3 separate regions of the Sus scrofa genome follow, and all the other regions are linked to region 1. Evidence: chromatin contacts called from public Hi-C data. All regions are on one chromosome and are shown on one strand. Each heading gives the region's core, a stretch centred on a gene start, on an enhancer-like site or on the middle of the called end of the contact. The rest is flanking DNA. Distances are from core to core; before and after follow the strand shown. Region 1 holds the start of TGFBR2 (TGF-beta receptor type-2). Region 2 has its middle 60 kb from the start of TGFBR2. Region 3 overlaps TGFBR2 (TGF-beta receptor type-2).

What was found. A called contact is a pair of places that touch in the nucleus more often than the background predicts.
Region 2: a contact with region 1 is called in a Hi-C map of retroperitoneal adipose tissue, with 1.5 times the contacts expected there. The contact joins the enhancer-like site here to the promoter of TGFBR2 in region 1. A contact is called at or near these places in 2 of 5 promoter capture datasets (fetal skeletal muscle and liver), 6 of 47 Hi-C or Micro-C datasets (embryonic fibroblasts, heart right ventricle, liver and 2 more) and 1 of 2 datasets of contacts at active chromatin or transcription factors (skeletal muscle).
Region 3: a Hi-C map of embryonic fibroblasts shows a contact between it and region 1, with 2.1 times the contacts expected there. The contact joins the enhancer-like site here to the promoter of TGFBR2 in region 1. A contact is called at or near these places in 1 of 5 promoter capture datasets (liver), 13 of 47 Hi-C or Micro-C datasets (alveolar macrophages, blood, embryonic fibroblasts and 6 more) and 2 of 2 datasets of contacts at active chromatin or transcription factors (alveolar macrophages and skeletal muscle).

Annotation. Positions count from the first base shown.
Region 1 is chr13:16,783,072-16,785,744 of Sscrofa11.1, reverse strand. It overlaps TGFBR2 (TGF-beta receptor type-2), which reads right to left and starts at 1,375. Exons shown (of 7, transcript XM_021071493.1): 1 at 1,085-1,375. The coding sequence starts at 1,178.
Region 2 is chr13:16,722,611-16,725,283 of Sscrofa11.1, reverse strand. No RefSeq gene overlaps it. Among named protein-coding and RNA genes, the nearest start is that of TGFBR2, 60 kb to the left of the region's middle. Within about 2 kb of position 1,338, at least 17 of the 83 cell types and tissues checked have an H3K27ac peak or open chromatin away from gene starts, as enhancers often do. A contact at or near this core is called in retroperitoneal adipose tissue, where this site is marked.
Region 3 is chr13:16,833,155-16,835,827 of Sscrofa11.1, reverse strand. The region is part of intron 3 of TGFBR2 (TGF-beta receptor type-2); the gene reads right to left. Among named protein-coding and RNA genes, the nearest start is that of TGFBR2, 50 kb to the right of the region's middle. Within about 2 kb of position 1,332, at least 53 of the 83 cell types and tissues checked have an H3K27ac peak or open chromatin away from gene starts, as enhancers often do. A contact at or near this core is called in alveolar macrophages, embryonic fibroblasts, liver and 4 more, where this site is marked.

The sequences.
Region 1 (2,673 bases), core at 126-2,625:
TCCTTGGTAAACAAAGTGTGTGCCTTAGAGCCACAGGGGCTGTCAGATCTTCTACAAGTTATTCCAAATCTATACAGTGCATCTCCAGGTCACCAAAGGGCAAAAGAGAGACATTAGGTATTAAAGATGAAAGGAACGGAAAATGATCCAAGTCTAACCACATCATTTCACAGATGCAGAGACTGAGGCCCAGAAAGGTCCAAAGACTCAGTTACCAGACCCTAGATGCAGCTCCTCAGTTCTGTAGATCAGAGGTACAAAATTTCTAACGTTTAAGGTCTCAGAGGTTTGGTACTTTCCATAATAAATCAGTAAGAACGCAATTCTTGCATTTTTTCTCTCCTCAAAACTCTCTAGAGATCAAGATCAGGTGGGTAGGGGATTTAGGATTTTAACCCTTCCTTTCCACCAAACGTAATGAACCTCTAAACCTGGAAGGCGGGGTTGTTCGGTTCAGGCAACATCTCCAGCACCTAGCACGCAGCACCAAGCACCAGTACCTAGCAGGCACTCGGTAAATACTCTGTCTTCCACCTGACAACCCCCACTCCCTGCCCCATCCACTCCAAGCCAGCAGTGGAGCCAGAAAACTTTCTTTTGCCAACGCTCCTTTTCTTGAAACTTTTTTTCAGTAACTCCAGGCCAAGAAGCCAGCCGACGTAGGGGCATGTGGCCTTTGCCAGGAGCTGAGGATGGGGTGTCCTGCCCTTTAGGGGCTGCTAAGCGATCCTGGGCCGGGAACCAGGTGTGCCCGCTGCTCAGAGGCCGCCCGGGCCGCGTCCTGACTCTGCCGATCACCAACTTCTCAAACTTCCCTTTCCGGGGGTGGGGGCGGCCAGGACTGCCGGCACGGCGCCCTTCCTTCCCGCACAAAGGGGGCCGGGTGCGCCCCGCGCCCCCCGCCACGGCCACTCTCCGGGTTTTTGGAAAAGAAAAACGCACACGTCCCCGCGCGGGGCGCCGGGCCGCGGGGATCGGGGACACGTCCCGGCTTCCGCCCGCGCTCGCAGCCCGGGCCACTGTCAAGCGCAACCCGGTGGGGACCCGGGGACCCCAGCGCCGAGACCGGGTAGGGGCCACTCACCCGACTTGGGAACGTGCGGCGGGATCGTGCTGGCGATGCGCGTCCACAGGACGACGTGCAGCGGCCACAGGCCCCCGAGCAGCCCCCGGCCCATGGCAGCCCCCGCCGCTCGGCATAGACCGGCCCGAGCGCGCCCGCTGCGCCTCCACCCGCGCCCTCCGGACCCGCGCCGGGCGCCGGCAGCGGTGCGGCCAGATGTGGCGCCGCCCGGCGCGCGCAGGGGTAGCAGCGGGCGAGGCGCAGGGGCCCGGGCGGCCGAGGGGGTGCGCGGGAGGCCGGCCCGGCCGGCGGGTGCGCGCGCGGGGTGTCGTCGGGCCGGGCGCGCGAGTGACTCACGACTTCTCCCTGGCGCTGCGGGGGAAACAGGAAACTCCTCGCCAACAGCTGGGCAGGACCTCTCGCCGCCCCGGAGCCTGCTCCCCCGGCCCGGCTCCCGGCCCTCGCCCTCCCTCGCAGCTGCCAATCACGTCCCCGGGACTGCCCCTCCGGGGCTCTGGCAGACTTTGAGCTACCCCTCGCTGCTGTTGCCGGTTCCTCGCTCGAGGACCTACTGTGGAGCGACCTAGTGCAAGGGTTACAGAAAGTCACTGAACGCAGAAAGCATGAACCCTTTCCAAAGCACCCCTGCGAAGCATTCTCCCCTCCCCACTACCCTTTTTGAGTTTGTTCTTCAGTGCTTTAGAACGGAGTTTTCAAACTCCCAGGGGCAACCCAGCAGTGGGTGCTGAAACCTGAGTTGTGAGCACGTTTTTGGTTTTCAAATAGAAGAGTATTGTCTCCTTAAACTTTTGTTTCAATTATGTATGCCTACACTGTCACATTGTGATACATGTTTGTTACTGAAGGAGAAAGTCCAAAACTTTGTCTCCAAGTTTAATGTACTTATGGACTCCCTGAAAGTCTCGTTAAAATGCGGATTCTGCCTCAGTTCCTCTAAGAGACAGCATTTTGATAAGCTCTTGGATGATATCTCCCATTTTGAACCGCCTTTTTTTCCTGGGGGTGACTCAGTGTGTAATTGTACATGGTAAGACATCACAGAGTGGTAACAGTGGAAAATGTTACCTTCATTGTGTGTCAGGTATGGCAGAAAGTGTGAAAATAGTGGCCTGGGACTCAGCTAAGTGCCAGGTCTTGCCTTCTAATGCTCTGTGACAGGAGAGAACCCTGAGTCTGTCCCCTGAAAAGGGGGACATTGGTGGTAGCAGAACAGGACCAACTTTAAACTTTCCCTACTTGCTAGGTTGACCAGGTTTGCCCCAAACCATTCTGATGTACATCTGTTCCAAAACTAAATTATTAATAGAACCCTTTTCTTGTTCCCATGTGTCTCAGTTGGATAATGACTTATATGCTCACCCTACTTTCAGCCTTCCAAGTACAGCGTTCCCATCAGGAGACCTTTCACAATAAACTCCTTTATCTGAGAGAAAACTTGTTTGCAGAGGCAGGTGGCCAGGCTTACGTAGAATAAAGGCAACTAACTCTCCCTGGAAACCCAACCCCTGAAATCTTCCCTATCAATCTACGTTCTTCTGCTTGATCCTGGAGCCTTAAGTCTTGTCACCATTGTTCCACCCAGCCCTGCA
Region 2 (2,673 bases), core at 89-2,588, 60 kb after region 1:
TTAAATTAGTGAAGTTTTTTTTTTTTTTTTATCTTATCTGATCTTCAGTTTCTTTAACTGGAAGATGTGATAGTAATATCTACTTTTCAGGGGTGTGGAGAAGGGACTTGATATAGAGACCACCTGGGTGAATGCCTGGCCTTTAGTGGATGCTTAACATACATTAGCTCTCTTTCTGCCTTTATCTCCATTCATTAATCAAGATTCTTCCCTGATTCCAAGCTAGTAGAAGTTCAACAGAGAGAGGACATAAGGGCAAAAAGAAATAAACTTCCTATGGTTCTATAAGTCTGTTTTTGATGTTCATTACATCCTTAAGGAATTGGAAGAAAAGGAAGGGTTTGGCTTCAACCCCATCCTCCCTCCATTTCCATCTAGACCTTGAACTCACGTTTTCAATTGCTGGAGTTTTTAGCTGGGATCATCTTCACCAAAATATGGAGGCTGTAGGTTTTTCAGGAGTCATCTCAGAACTTGTGAAATACTCACAGGTGTTTTTCCTTTCTATTTCTGGGTTATGCAAATATAATACTTGTGTGTATGTGTAGACTCTTGACCATGAATAAATTTTATTAACTTATTAAAATTAGTAACTTTGCTACATAGATATGGAGAAGTTCCCAATGGAAGTATAATTCCAGGGCCATAGTGTTCTGTCCCTAGTGGACCCTTGCAAAGCCCATTCCTACATTCAAACATTTCTCTAATTATGTACGTTTTTCTTTATCAGCAGTTGCTTGATTGTGTTCTGGTGAGTGGTCTGGAGTGTGTCTGTGCTCATGTGTGTACATACAAAATAAGCTATAACATGTTGTCATGAATAGAATACCATTTTTGGATTCCAGGAAACCTATGCTTAAGTTCTGTTCCCACTACTCACTAACTCTGTGACCTTGACCAATTTACTTAACTGCACTAAGCTTCAGGTTTTTTTTTTTTTTTAATTTAAAAATGGGATTTGGAAAAATTCATGCACAAACTGAGCACCCCAAAGATGGTAGCTATGCTATTAATATTCCAAATACAGTGAATAAGGTAGCAGTATATAAATATTACACACAATATTGTTAACAGATAGGTTTTATGAGAAATGTTTCAAAAATATTTGTTCAGATCTTTGGATACTAAAGACCACAGAGAATAGCCAAAAATATTTCACAAAATTTCCGCTAATCAAGGGGAAAGTAAGGCAACTTATTAAAAAAGTTAATACTTTAACAATCCTTCCCAATTCAGTCATTGGGAGTTAACAGTAAAAACAATATTGAGTCATCATATTTACTGAAACTCACCCAGCAGAGATCCTCCAGGGCCTGTTATCTTCCTGGGAGGAACTCCATCTTAGTACTGTGGCCTCTTCCAAAAAAAAGAGCTGGCAGAAAACAATACCCTGCCTGGAATTCACAACAGTTCCTCATTTGTGAAAACAAACAAACAAAAAAGTTCATTTCCTCCCAAATCTTCTCAGGATCCTTTCTCCTGATTTATCTTGTAAAAATCAATTTTCCCATGGCCTTCTCTACTCTTCCATGAGGGAGCCGGCCCACCCTCTCCTAGGTGGAAGGGAAGCCTTCAGGGACTACATTATGTCACCTAGATGTTTCGAGATCAAGTCTGAAAGGATTCAATTCACAGAATTTAATCCATAGACTCTCCATAGAAATTATTTCTGGAAGATAATTCTATAAGTGATGAAACAGTTCTCATTTTGAAAAAAAAAAAGTCTATATTTTCCAGGTTTTTTTGTTTTGTTTTGTTTTTGTTTTTGTTTTTTTTACAGTAAATATTGATTACTCATGAGATAAAGTACAATGAAAGTTAAAAAGTATGGTGGTGTCAGGGTTGTAGCCAGATACACTTTTCTTAAAATTTATCCCTGTTTTCCTCATGCGTTGCTTTTATGGGCTTTGCACTTGCTATATATTGCCTTACTTAATTTTCCCAAACATATCCACTTATGTTGCCCATTCGCCACTAAGACAAAGCCCAGAGAATTAATAAGCTGATCCAAGTCTCAGAGCTAGGAAGAGACAGTGTCAGGATTCCACCATTACTGAATTAAGAGCCTCATTTTTAACACCCTACAAATAGGTAGCAATGCAGGAATTTGAACTCAGGTTTGTCTGATCAAAGTGTATATATTTTAACTACTCATTCCTTCAGACATCTTCCTCAGGTGAAAAACTGAGAAACTGATCAATGTAGTTTCTTTTTGTGGCAATAATTAACATGATGAAAAAAGTGGATTTTTATCCCTGACAATTAAATGCCAGTTCTTTTTCCCAAAATTGATGGATTTTATGGGACAAAATCCTTGGTTATATTCATGACTCTATATAAAAAGGGCCCTTTCTAAAGCCAGAACACCCATAAATTATATCTTCATTTTGAAATTTGTAGGGAAGCTTCCAAAGATACTAAATGAGAAGATGATAAGGGGGAGATGGAACAAATGGAAAACACAGAGTCATAATGTGAACCCAAAGATAAAGCCAATTAACAAAAGCATGAAATAACAGACTTTATGCATTTGCCACTAGCAAATAAGTAAAGAAGAAATGACTTAACATGGTAGTGCCTGATATTCTAAATTTTTGTCAACAGAATTTGAAGAGCTTAATTTTCATTGGGTTACAATTTAATGACCATTAAGTACCCTCTAAGCCAGTTATA
Region 3 (2,673 bases), core at 83-2,582, 50 kb before region 1:
TTGATTTCTTTAAAAGTTAATAATGTGTGAAATCTAAAATATGGCAGATAAACTTATCTATAAAACAGAAATAGACTCACAGAAATAGAGAACAGACTTGTGGTTGCCAAGGGAGAGGACTGGGTGGGAGAGGGAAGGACTAGGAGTTTAGGGTTAGAAGAGGCAAACTAGCATATATCGGATGCATAAACAACAAGGTCCTACTGTAGAGCACAGGGAACTCTATTCAGTATCCTGCGATAAACCATAATGGAAAAGAACATGAGAAATAATTTCATATTATATATATATATATATATTCTGAGTCACTGTGTTGTACACCTGAAACTAACACATTGTGAATGTAAATCAACTATACTTCAATAAATTAGTTTTGAAGGCATAATTATTGCTGGAAACATTGCTATTTTAGCTGCATGCAAGAGTTATCTGAGGATCAGAAAAGGTTTTCCAGAAGCAAGTGAGCCAGACGTCCAACTGGAGGTAAATACAAGCCTTGGAGTTCAGGACGGGCGGAAACAAGGGTCAGTTTCCCAGAGGTTAGTTAGCTCCCAGGTGTTTTTCCACTGGTGGGACACTGAGGTACTTGTCAAGTAGCAAACAGTCTCCTGGACCCTTTTTGCTGTCACCCATCTGTGTGTTGTTTACAGAACACAAGGAGGCAGCTGTGAGATGAGAGATGGCTGACCACAGCCTGGCAGCAACGCCAGCCTCACTGGTCCAACTGTTTTATTGGCTACTCACATCCAGGGGATGGGATTCGAAACAGACTGTGTCCTTAATGGATCCCACACTACTGCGATTCACGTCAGAGTGAGGTTCAAGGGTAGAAATATTCACAGCCGGCAACCACATCTGGCCTCAGAACATCTTTGTTTACTTTGTTGCTTAGGGAAAATAAAAATCCACAAAAACCAGTTGCTTTGCCTGAAGACACTAGAAATGCATGCTAAGCTTCACTCGGCTGAGTCAGAGCCCTCCAGCATGTATGATCTTTATTATTTCCTTGGCCAGACACGGGCCAAGTTCCCAGATGCAGAGGATGCTTCTAACCTAACTCATTCTCCACCCAAGGCTCCTTCAGTCCTGAGTCATCCCCTCAAATAACTGATTTCTATTCCCCAGAATGAGATGGGTGACTTTTAATCCGCAATTTTCTTCCTCTTCTAACAACTTTTCTCCTCCGTATTGCCACACTTTTTTTTTTTCTTTTGCAATGAGACCAGAAAGTAAATCTGGCATGTTTCTTTAGAAACAAAAAGGCACAAGTGGTGAGCCAGCTATTTTGAGCTGTGAGAGCACAGTTCAAAGGCCACACACCAACAGCACCATCATTCTGCTGATTTCTTACACGCAAGAACCCAGAGCTTCCCTTACGAAGGCAGCTGCCGGAGGCTGGAGCAAAACACACAAAATGAGATTTGAGAGAAAGAGGCCAGCACATCCAAGCCCTCCCCATCTCAGAAACCCAGCTGAGTCCATAAAACACCCCAGGCACGTGATCCACACCGGGAGTACGCCTGCTGGATGGCGGGAAGCAACGTTATTAAGGTCACAACAGGTCCAGAGGGAACCAGCTGGCTGAGATGTTCTGCTAGCGAGTTAAACAGAGACAGGAAACCGCGTGTCTGATACTGTAAAAAAAAAAAAAAAAAAAAAAAAAAAAATCATTTGTCTTCCTGCCAGCTTTAGGCTTGCAAACCAAAGAGGCTGTTTTCATTTAAAAGAAACTCGACAACAATGAGGGAGGAAAGAAAGAAACTTTGTGGCTGCTTGAGTCCCAGACTCAGTGCTCCCAGCCTCCCAGGTGGGGAGCATGCGCCTGCGCTACTGTGGCCCTGCAGGCAGACTCAGGGTCTCAAGGAGCATGTTCTGGGTGATGGGCACTTTCTACTTAACCATGTAGGGTGAACTTTGAGACAGAGTGGTTTCTAGAGTCCTGGTTTCTAATTAGAAATAACTGACATATTTACTGCTCATTCCATCCTGTAAAAAAAGAAAAATCTCATGCAACCCAGAGATGGGCATGTAGTGGAGGGAGCCAAAAGAAATTCAAGCAGGAGCTAGAATCCAGACAAATGGAAGGTCCATAAAGGAACACTGGCAAGCAGGGGTGATGTCAGTGTACAAAATGCATGCTCACATGCTTGCTAGAAGCATAACTCACGCTTTTCTGGTAGTTAGCGTTGCAGGAAGAAATGCAACAACACAACGTGGTCATCTACATCAGGGGTTGAAGCCTTGTTTGCAAATAAAATTTTATTGGAACACTGTCTCGTCCCCTTGTTTACAGATCCAGCAGCAGCTGCAGTGAGGCTCTGTGGCTTGCAAAGCCAAAGATATTTTTGTAACTGGTCCTTTAGCAAAGAAGTCTGCAGACCCCTGCTAGATATGCCTCCGAGTGTCCTTAAGATCAGAAGCAAGTATGTCCTCCTGAGGGGAGAAAACGTTCCAGGGCAGAGAACTGACTGAAGTTTCTCCCAGCTCCCTCAGCAAGGTGATGGTACAATGCAGAGAAGAGTTTCCTCAACGGTGCACTTTCCAGTGAGTATGTCCCTCGGATTCACAGGTACCAAGAGAATGGATGGTACCTACACACCAGTCAGCTGAAGGAATTTACTGCAAAGTACCTCCCTCATCTGACAAAACCCAAAGAGGAGGCATTTGAATCTA